3 separate regions of the Rattus norvegicus genome follow, and regions 1 and 2 are each linked to region 3. The links are chromatin contacts, called in public Hi-C maps. All regions are on one chromosome and are shown on one strand. Each heading gives the region's core, a stretch centred on a gene start, on an enhancer-like site or on the middle of the called end of the contact. The rest is flanking DNA. Distances are from core to core; before and after follow the strand shown. Region 1 has its middle 100 kb from the start of Snx19. Region 2 has its middle 220 kb from the start of Snx19. Region 3 holds the start of Adamts15 (ADAM metallopeptidase with thrombospondin type 1 motif, 15).

Region 1 (3,592 bases), core at 525-3,024, 400 kb before region 3:
GAAGTCAGAACTGGTATGGGGTAAAGGACAGAAACACTATCTGGAATGAAAAGAAACCAAAGGAGTGACCATCAGTCATTCCTTCACCTGGTTGCCATCTGGAGTACAGAGCCCCGGGCCCTCTGGTTCAGGTCATCGTTCATCCACACCTGCCTGCAAGGCTCCCGTGCTCACGGAGACAGGATGGAGTATTGAACACCTAGGACTGCCCCACAGTGTGGGCTGCTCAGAGCAGATGAGGTGGGCCTCAGTTTCCCCTGTGCTAAGAGCATTCCTGCACAGATAAACAGGAGGACTTCCAGAAAGCTCACTGGTAAGTGGTGTTGCACGTGTGTCTGGAATGGGATTGAATGCAGCCTGACCTCCCAGAGGGAGATGTTTTGGGGGGTCCCATTGAGCCAGTGCTTTAGAGCTGCAATGCTGTTGCTCTGTCCTCAGGCAGAGCACATCTGGAAAGGCTATTGGACAGACACAGAAAGGTGACTAGGAGCAGGCTGAGGGACAATGGCCTGAAGGTGCAGAAGTGAGGTCAGGGTTTGCCGGTGGGTTTCTTGCCCAGCTTAATTGTTTTCATTCTCAAAGTGATTCCTAACAGCTGGCCCGATGATCGTCATGTGCAGATTCCACAGGCAGCTGAGAGAAGCCAAAGGGCTGGGCAGAAGATCTGGGAGTCCAGCACCTGCCTTGCTGAGCCGGGTTCAATGCAGATGAGCTGAAGGAGGCAAATGGGTCCATCTGTCCTGCCTTGTGTGGGTGGATGCTTTAAATCCAAGCTGAGTTCGGGCTTTTATGCCATGAACTCCCTCCTCACCCCTGGCTTGTGCCCAGGGTGGCCACTTTGAGGCCTTTCCCTGGACACCTGAGTTGTGACCTAGCCTCTGAGTTCCTGTTGTCTATGGCTAGCTCTCTCAGGTGGCCAGGGCAGAGGGCCAGAGGTCAAAGGTTAAGAACAAATTTCAGAGAAGATAAACGGGCAGCACTTTAGTATTTGTCTTTGTGCAGCTGGCCTGACCCTGGCAAATCATAGGATGCATGCTGCTCTTTGGTCACGAGAGGATCTGGTCACAGCGTGGGACTGAACGGTGTAACCCGCACTGCCCTGGAAGGACCATCAGATGCAAAGAGCTGCAGGTTTAGGCCCTGGAGCAGTTAGCCTGTGTGAGGAACAACGCTGCAGTATGTATCTGTGCTCGATGCCTCGGGGCTGACACAGTTTTCAAGGCAGGGGCAGCCCTGATTGTCAACTTGACAGGGTCTAGAATTAAGCACTTAGAAGACAAACCCCTGCACATACCAAGCTCAGGACTTATGTCCTTTCCAACACAATCCCATCTCAGCTGTCATCATTCACTGGACAAACCCACCATGTGCCTGACAGTAAGTGTGCTAGATACTAACACACGCTCATCTTCTCATTTAACCCTGGGGAGACTTTACATGGAGATACTGTTAATAGTCCTAGTTGGTAAAAGACCACTCAGAAGCACAAAGAGAGTAGTTGCTTTGCCTGAGTTGCAAGGCTATATCATAGAGCAGAGGCTGAACTCAGTCCTTTGATCATGACGCTGGTCCATGTGTGGACTGTGTGCAAGGTACTATGCTGGAGTTCCTTCCTCCTCTGACCACTATCCTGAAACAACAGGATGAAGCAGCGTCTTGCCAAGCTTCATGACAAAGATCCTGTGTTAGGGCCAAAGGCCGCAGCTGAGTTGAGCCAACTGCCTGGGCTCTGGGTTTCAGCCAAATGTGGACCAGGTCAAACAGAACAGCAACAGGACATACTGCACCACTGGAATACTCAGCCCAGCCCTGCTGGCTGGGTCACTCCTGGCCTTCGCTGCCCACTTGTAAGTAGGTCATTTGGCACTTTAGAAATGTCCTGAGTAACCTTAACATGAAGTTTGTGGGGTGATGCTTGAGGTTTACTCTAGAACCTGATCACTCAAGGGTCTCAAAGGCTTTGACCTTTGAGAGTGTCATAAATGTCAAGTAGGGGTGCATCAAAAGCATGAATACCAAGGCTCCAAGTTATAGCAAGCAAGGTGGCTAAGAGCTTTGGTGTCAGGATGATGGAGACAAACAAAAGGGGCCCAGCAGGGTAGAGTTCTCTTTGGAGCATGTTTTGAGCCTGCCAGCAAGGGCTATTAGACACCATCACAGAATGCTGGTCAACAGCTGGATTTCTTTCCTAGGGGACCCATTAACCCATTACATTTTGGAGACAGGATTTGGAGAGGAATCATACTGTTCCCTTTCAGCTGCTGAATTCCCGAGAGTGTTGGAAAAAGACCCATGTCTCAGAGCGTCTCTCCTTGGCTATGGTAGGTGCCCAAATGATCAAAGATGGATATGTGAGGGTATGGGGCCCTTCTCCCTGGGTTAGATCTCACCAACAGCCTGTAATAACAACAATGATCTAACAAAGATAAACCAAGGCTTGGAGAAAGGCAATGGTGTTAGTCATTTGGGATATGATACTCAAAAGGACATGGCCCTTTTGAAGTTGAACTTGGCTATGTAAACCTGTCAGAGGGAAGCCGGCCATGAGTGGTAAGGGTGTACTGGTATGAACCCTAAGGTCACCCAGATCTACAACCACTTCAACATTATGATTGCGAAGCAGAGAGCAATCTCAGCTTCTCCACTCCATACACCTCCCTTGCAGCATCCCATCCCTGCTAACCCCAGCAATGGCTTAAATCAGAAGTGGGGCTGAGAGGACGTTCCAAGGACCAGTGATAACATGGTCCAGGAGGTGGCAGCCGTGCATAGCTGTAGTGTTCAAGGAGTTGCTGGCCGAAGGTGGCCTTTCTTGATTCCCACACCTCCACTTTCCCAGGCCAGTCAAGGATCAAATCCATGGGTTACGGCTTACCCAATACAGGTATCATACCCACAGAGGGACTCAGGCTGTGGTCTGCAGTGGTGTCACCAGTAATCTGAGCTGTCTTCCAGAACAGCAGGAAGCAGGCTGGATCTCCAGTGCGTCAGGTACACAGTTGTCAGGACTGTCACCTCAAAGGGCAGCCCATGTGACCTGAGTAATTTCAGCTTCCCCTCGGGTCCACATGCCTTTCCCAGGCACAGAATCGTGGCATGGCAATTAAATGACTGCAATGCACCCCCAGCAGTTTAATTGGTTCCTCTGTCAACTGAGAAAGGGAAACAAGAATTAATCACAACCTCGGGAAGATGAACAATGAAGGGGGAATAGGGACTCGTAAGGTTATTCTGGGGTCTTAGAAATACAAGCATCTAAGGGGCTGAGCCTTGTTGGTGAGGACCTCGAGTATAGAAAACTGGAGGGACTGGGTACTCTGAATGGGTTTTACAGAGGTAGCCCAGAAGGGAAGGGTCTTGGAAGCTCTCTCCCCCCCCATTCTACAAAAAGGTATCTGGACGTGCTTCCACAATATAAATAGGTGGTTGTAGATTTTCAAATTACACTGTTTTGTGTTTCACAGAATCACAAATTGGTAACATCAAGAAGGATATTGGAGATGGGATAGGGCCCGCCCTTTGCTGGGTGTGTCACTACAGAGACATAGGTCTCCTTGCAGGAACAGGCGACCTATTACATATAGGGCAAGTT
Region 2 (3,109 bases), core at 557-3,056, 280 kb before region 3:
CTTGAAACAGCAAACTCCCGGTCCATCAAGAGGTCCCTCTTGAAAGAGATAAGGAAGACATCCACATTCCTCTGTGGCCTCCATGAGTGTAGATGGACACATGTACCCACATACAACACATGGGTATTTATCACACACATACAACCACATATGTACTAAATATATGACACATATACTAGACATACCCACTCTTAAAAAAGTTAAAAATAAACTTAAATAAAAATCAGGAATGTAAGGAAAAGGACTCAGGAACAATGGCCAATAAGTAATGGGTAAGAGGGAATTTAGAGAGAGTTGGGGGGCCACAGTTATAGGAATACACTTTATACATGTAGGAAATTGTCAAAGAACTAATGCATTGACAAGATAGGTAGATAGGTAGATAGGTATGTAGATAGATAGATAGATAGATAGATAGATAGATAGGTGATAGATAGATAGATAGATAGATAGATAGATAGGTGATAGATAGATAGATAGATAGATAGGTGATAGATAGATAGATAGATAGATAGGTGATAGATAGATAGATAGATAGATAGATAGATAGATAGATAGATAGATAGATAAGCAGAGGCTCAAAGTTACCATGATTCTGATGGGCCCCTTAAGTAGCTGGCTCTCAGACTCATGTCCACAGAAGCTCAAAAAGCCCACACATGCCTCTCTCTCTCTCTTTCTCTCTTTCTCTCTTTCTCTCTCTCTCTCTCTCTCTCTCTCTCTCTCTCTCTCTCTCTTTCTCTCTCCTGTATCATCCTCATCCAATGTCTTAATTCCCTACTTGGTAGGGCCTTATCTCCTTTACTTGTGCTCTAGCTGGGCACAGCATACAGTTATCTGGGCCCTGTCAACCCAACTTACAAGGAAAAACAGGACCCTCCCCTAAAGCCTTTCCCTTATGTTATGCATTAGCACAAAGCCTGTCCCATGGCACACCCTTAGAAATCTGAGAAAAATCACAGCAGCCACAGCAAGCTTCCCAGACACCCTTATGGTATAGACATAAAAGTGATGCTTGCAAGTGTATCCATCACATAGGCAGAAAATGGTAGGTGTGGGCTCATTGCTTCTAACCACCTTTTGCCTGCAGATGAGGACAGGGCTCTCTGCAGGATGAAAGCCCCAGAGCAGAGACCCTCTGCAAACACTGGGGCATACACGTGAGCCAAGGGCCGTACTCGTTGCCCTGCTCTGGCTACGGCTGAACTATCAGACAGAAGGAATTCCAGACTTCCGCACTGTTGCTCTTAGGCCCTGCGGCTCTCACACTTGTTATTTTCTTGTCTCTTCATCTTCAGTCTTGCCCCACTCAGAATATATCTCCTTTGTTGCTTTGACTCTTCTCCATTGCCAAAGCACAGTAACGATACCACTATTTCTACCCTCTTACCCGGAAGCTCTTCCCAAGACCCTACACTGCGCATGAGTCCCTCAGAAAATGGGACAAACTCCTGTGCTTCTGCTACCTCTCAGTACCAGTAGGGGAAACACCGTGATGTGGTCACATCAGTACATGCATATGATTGCCACCTAGCATCCCTTCCCATCTGTCTTGCCTTACACGGTAACTCTGCCTGCCCCAAAGACAGCCACATTCCTTAAGCACATAGGTCATCCCTGCGTCCCTCCCCCAGTCCTCACCTGCTTCTTGGAGACCATAATCAGTCAAGGAAAAATTAAGTCAAAGTTCCCAGCGCCGTCTCCTCCCTAAAGCCCCTCATCGCACACACGTGCAGTTAGAAAGCCCATTCTGGCTCTGACCCATCACAGGCCTTTCCATTCCAGGGAAACTGTGATGTTGCCATGGAAACAACCAGTGAGGTGTTTCTCTGGCTGAGTCCCAGGCTGAGGACCCACAGCCCACACTGTGAAGTATTCACCACTGGCATGCAGGGACCCCCCTAGATATCACTCACCAACCCAGCGCAACCCCACCCTCTGCCTCAGTGGGGCTGTTAGCCACAGTGAGTGTGTGTGTTTGTGTATACATACATATATGTGTGTTTGTGTGTGAGAGACAGGTTTGGTTTTTTTTTTTTTTCTCTTTAGTCCAACCCCTCCAAGCACACAAAAGACACATTCTTGAAAAAAGGAAAAAAAATGTATTTTTTCCCCTGCATTCCAGCTGCCTGAGCTAAGCGGAGGAATGAATGGTTTGGGGAAAATCTCACACAGGAATAAATTTACAAGGGACAGCTGAGTGGATACATTTGGTCCCCCGAGAGGGGCATTATGAGGCCTTTGGCAGGAGTCTGGCCCCTTATGCAGAGCAGTCTAAAAAGAAGAGCGGAGGGAGAGAGGGGAGCTTTCAAAAGCACCCCAAAATACAACCCTTGGAGTTTTCTCTGGTTGCTTGCATGTAAAGACAAGAGGAGGCCCGTTAACAAAAGCAAGTAAATCTTTTCTAGGTGGCTGCTCACACCCACCCCAGGTTTGCCTAGAAGCAACTCAGGTTGGGGGTGCTACTCAGCTGCTAAGGAGAACACTTCTGGTTCACCTTTGTTTTGTAATGTCACCTAACACCTACCTCCTCCAGGACAAGAGTAGTATTTAACCCAGTGAGGATTTGGCAAACAGCTAAAGCTGGCTTCCTCAGTGTCTCCTTCAGATGAACAGTAAAGTCAACAAGATAGAGCCAACAGCTTGATGTTGGGCATAGACCCAGCCAAGTCCACACCGCTGGACTTGGGGACACAGTGCAAAAAGAGGAGACAGCTCTGCCCAGAAAGCTGCTACTAGTGCTGGGGGATTCTTGCTCAGGACATGCGGTATCGTTTTCTTCGGTTCCCATAGTTGTTCTCTGCCATGATTGAGAGCTTGGTTTGGCCAGAATACTTTGGGCCACTACCGCACCCTCAGAGTGTTCAACTCCCGTTTCTCTCTCCTGCCTCACCATCGCACTCAGCTCAGAGGCGCCAATCGCTAGAATTAGGAGACTCCTTTGCTTATTCAGAGTTCTGAAACTCATTTAACCCACAACCTCTCTACTTCTCTAGAAACTAAATTGTAGGACTTCTGCAACTGGTAAAGGGCCTTTTGGAACTCATGACAGCTTTTCCCAGGCTCTTTCAACCTCAGGAGAGCCTGAGACTTGAAGTCCAGCCAGGCA
Region 3 (3,244 bases), core at 61-2,560:
GGTTGAACCCAAAGAGGTGACAGATCAACTCACCTGTCTGGTGAAGAGGATGGCTGTGTCCCAGTACTCGGGGTGCTTGTCGCTCACTTTGTTCAACTTTTTCTGCCAGGCACAGAAGTTGCGCAGAGTCAGGGCCGCGTTGCCTGTGACCTTGGGCCCAGTGTCACGATCTCCTAAGAGTAACACCTTGACCACAACGATGTTGATAGGGTTGAGGATGCTGGGGTGGCGGTAGAGTCGCGCCGCCGTGGCCAGCAGCGTCAGCAGATAATGTTCCAAATCCGCGCCGTGAAACTTGACCATTGACTCGTCCGCCACCACCAGTGTCTCCACGTACCGTGGTATAGACACGAAGCGCTTGGCGCGCCCAGACCTGCGCCGGTTGTGGCTTTCGCCCACGCCCGTCCGCCGTGGTTTATAAGGGTCCAAGGCCCTCAGGATGGCGGGGTTCCAGCCCGAGGCCACCCCGCAGCGAGAGGTAGGGTCTCCGGAAGGCCCTACGGGAGCACCCCGGCGCTGGAGAAGGTGTGCGCCCTGGCTATGACGCTGCGCCTCAGGCGCGCTGGTGTTGGGCAGAGGGCTAATGACATACTCCGCACCTTGGTAGCCAAAGGCTCCGCGGAGACCCCCGCATAGGCTTACAGCAGCAAAGGAGTCTGGCTCCGCGTTCACATACCCGGAATAGAAGCAGCGTCGCAGGTCTAGAGAGCTGCCAGTGAGCCTCTGCAGGGGGACACCTAGATACTCAGTAGCAAAGGCGGGAGCCAGGAACTGGGCATCTGGCGTCAGGTGTAGATAAAAGTCCTGCTGAAAAGCTGTGATCTGAAAAATGAGACCCTGATCCCCGGAGTCCTCCGTACCCCTCCTGTAGTAGTGGCGGCCATTGATGTCCGGGTCCCGTCGGATTGGAACGACCACCTCCCACTCTGGCTCGGAGCTGCTAGCAGGTCGCCAGGCAAGAGCCAGGATTGAGATGCCCAGTAGAAGCATGGCGCCGGGCCGCGCACAGACGCGCTCTGGGATGAAACTTAGCCCGGCTCCCACGGCAAGCACTGTCCCCTTGTAGCCCACACACCAACGCCCGGGACAATGGGCAGTTCCCAGAAAGGACAGCCAACCAAGTCCGGGAGACTCCTCCCAGAACAGCGAGCGTGCACAGGGCAGCCCGCGCCTCCTACCTGTTCCTCCCTAAGCAAAACGCGCTCTGGGAGCTCTAGTAGGATCGCTGTCAAGTGCACAGGCGAAAATTTGCGGTGGAGAAGTGACGCGAGGTGGCGGGCTGCTCTGCGAACCGTAGCCGTTCGCGGTGCAGCAAACTAGGCGCTGGGCGAGCCTATTAAAGGCCCCCTCCTCTTTGGACTGCCCAGTCAGCGCCCCTCCCCTAACTCCTCTCCCAGCCTCCCAGAGCTCGCAGCCTGGAGCCTCCAGGGGCCACTGGAGAACTCGGTCCCGCCTCCTGAGCAAGAGCCACTTGGAGGGGAGGGAGTGGCGTTATGCTGAGGCAGGAGGCGTGGGCTGACCTAAGAAACGAACGCTGGAACCTACTCGCGGTTTTTTGCGCTAGGTACCCCAGTGAAGAGATGCATCAGTTACTACTGCCTTGTGGACATCTGTGAACTCCCTGAGTCTTAGCCTTCCCAAGGCAGCTGGCTCCGGGAGCACAGCACTGACCTCCTTTTCCAGACCCACCTCTTTCCTCCCATTGCAAAAGCTCCCACCCTGCTTCTTAACCATCAAGTCTCCAAACGGACCTCAAACTGAGGAGGGCCCTTTAAACGTCCTAGTGTTGGGAGAACAACCTTCAAGAAATACAGCCAGTCCTTCTTGAACCCAGAGCCACCCGGGCCCACAGGGGCTGCCCTGTGGGGTCAGCACTGTGCTAGATGGGCTCAGACCAGACTCCCGGGTTTTCAGGATCTCTGCCAGGCAGATGTTAAATGCAACCATCATTTAAAACTAAATGATATAAGCTTATAACTAAATAAATTGCATTTTAAAACAAAGATGATAAACTCTCAAAACTCCATCACTTCCTAACTATCTGATTGTTGTCTCTGGTCCTGAGCCACTGAGGCCTTCAACCCCCCGCCCCCCAACACACACAGCCCAGAGCTTCCAGAAAAGAGCAGAAGAAGGTGGGAATTCTTTTTTTTTTTTTTTTTTTTTTTTGGTTCTTTTTTTCGGAGCTGGGGACCGAACCCAGGGCCTTGCGCTTCCTAGGCAAGTGCTCTACCACTGAGCTAAATCCCCAGCCCCGAAGGTGGGAATTCAAATGGACTTCCACTTAGTGTCTCCATCTCCCCATACAGCCACATAGCAATTGGCTTTCAAACTAGGTCCTGGTGGAGGTACAGCTAGTGCTAGCTAGCAGGGCTTGAAGAGAGGTGGCAAGCCCTTAATACACACATTTATTAGTATCCTAGTGCCTGAAGGGAACAGACAAGCAAATGCTGGCTGTCTTCTAGCGGGGCGAGCCAACAGACTGGTGGGCAATAGAAAGTAGACCTTGCGTCCTCTGTATGTATTTTGATCCTCACCCAAGTGTAGGGCAAGGCACTGGAATAGAAGACTGAGTGTGGATCAGCCGGAGAAAGCACAATCACCACAATCACGTTGTAACATTCCGATCCAGCTTGGAGAGAAGGCTGGGTACCTGTACGTAGCACCAGACCTCGAGATTCCAATATCTTTGCAGAATCTGGAACTGGAGATATAGCTCAGTGGTTAAGGGCCTTTGCTTGTCCTTGCAGAGAACCCAGGTTCAGTTCCCAGCACCCACCACAGTGGCTCACAGCCATCCATAACTCCAGCACATGGGGATCTGATGCATTCTAACCTCTTTAGGCACAGACACGCCCTGTCACACACGCAGACAAAGCAATTGTGTACATAAAATAAAATAAATAAATCTGTGCAGAATCTCCCCCCAACCAAAAAGAAACCCAATAGAGTAAGGAGGCTTTCCTGCCTAGTCTTTCTTGACAACTAGAAAAATCTTTGAAGAAACAAATCTCCCTGGCTTGCAAGGGAAAGAGAACGCTTGAAGGGAGTGTGACTGGTTTAACGATAAAGAAGGTGCTCTTTATGAAGGTGAGATGTGTCTGCTCACGGAAACAGGTTCCATTGTCAAAGGAAGGAGAAAGCTTGGTCAGGTCCACCAGCAAAGAGCCTATTATCTTCTCCCCATAAAGAACCTTGAACAAGCCCTCCAGGGCCTTGCAACAGGAAGACTGACAGATGCCCA

What was found. A called contact is a pair of places that touch in the nucleus more often than the background predicts.
Region 1: a contact with region 3 is called in a Hi-C map of kidney, with 2.4 times the contacts expected there. The contact joins the enhancer-like site here to the promoter of Adamts15 in region 3. A contact is called at or near these places in 4 of 12 Hi-C or Micro-C datasets (the A7r5 cell line, Schwann cells, hepatocytes and 1 more).
Region 2: a contact with region 3 is called in a Hi-C map of Schwann cells, with 7 times the contacts expected there. The contact joins the enhancer-like site here to the promoter of Adamts15 in region 3. A contact is called at or near these places in 4 of 12 Hi-C or Micro-C datasets (the A7r5 cell line, Schwann cells, mammary epithelial cells and 1 more).

Annotation. Positions count from the first base shown.
Region 1 is chr8:37,188,672-37,192,263 of GRCr8, forward strand. No RefSeq gene overlaps it. Among named protein-coding and RNA genes, the nearest start is that of Snx19, 100 kb to the left of the region's middle. Within about 2 kb of position 1,775, at least 4 of the 93 cell types and tissues checked have an H3K27ac peak or open chromatin away from gene starts, as enhancers often do. A contact at or near this core is called in kidney, where this site is marked.
Region 2 is chr8:37,308,820-37,311,928 of GRCr8, forward strand. No RefSeq gene overlaps it. Among named protein-coding and RNA genes, the nearest start is that of Snx19, 220 kb to the left of the region's middle. Within about 2 kb of position 1,807, at least 10 of the 93 cell types and tissues checked have an H3K27ac peak or open chromatin away from gene starts, as enhancers often do. A contact at or near this core is called in Schwann cells, where this site is marked.
Region 3 is chr8:37,588,136-37,591,379 of GRCr8, forward strand. It overlaps Adamts15 (ADAM metallopeptidase with thrombospondin type 1 motif, 15), which reads right to left and starts at 1,311. Exons shown (of 8, transcript NM_001106810.1): 1 at 34-1,311. The coding sequence starts at 990.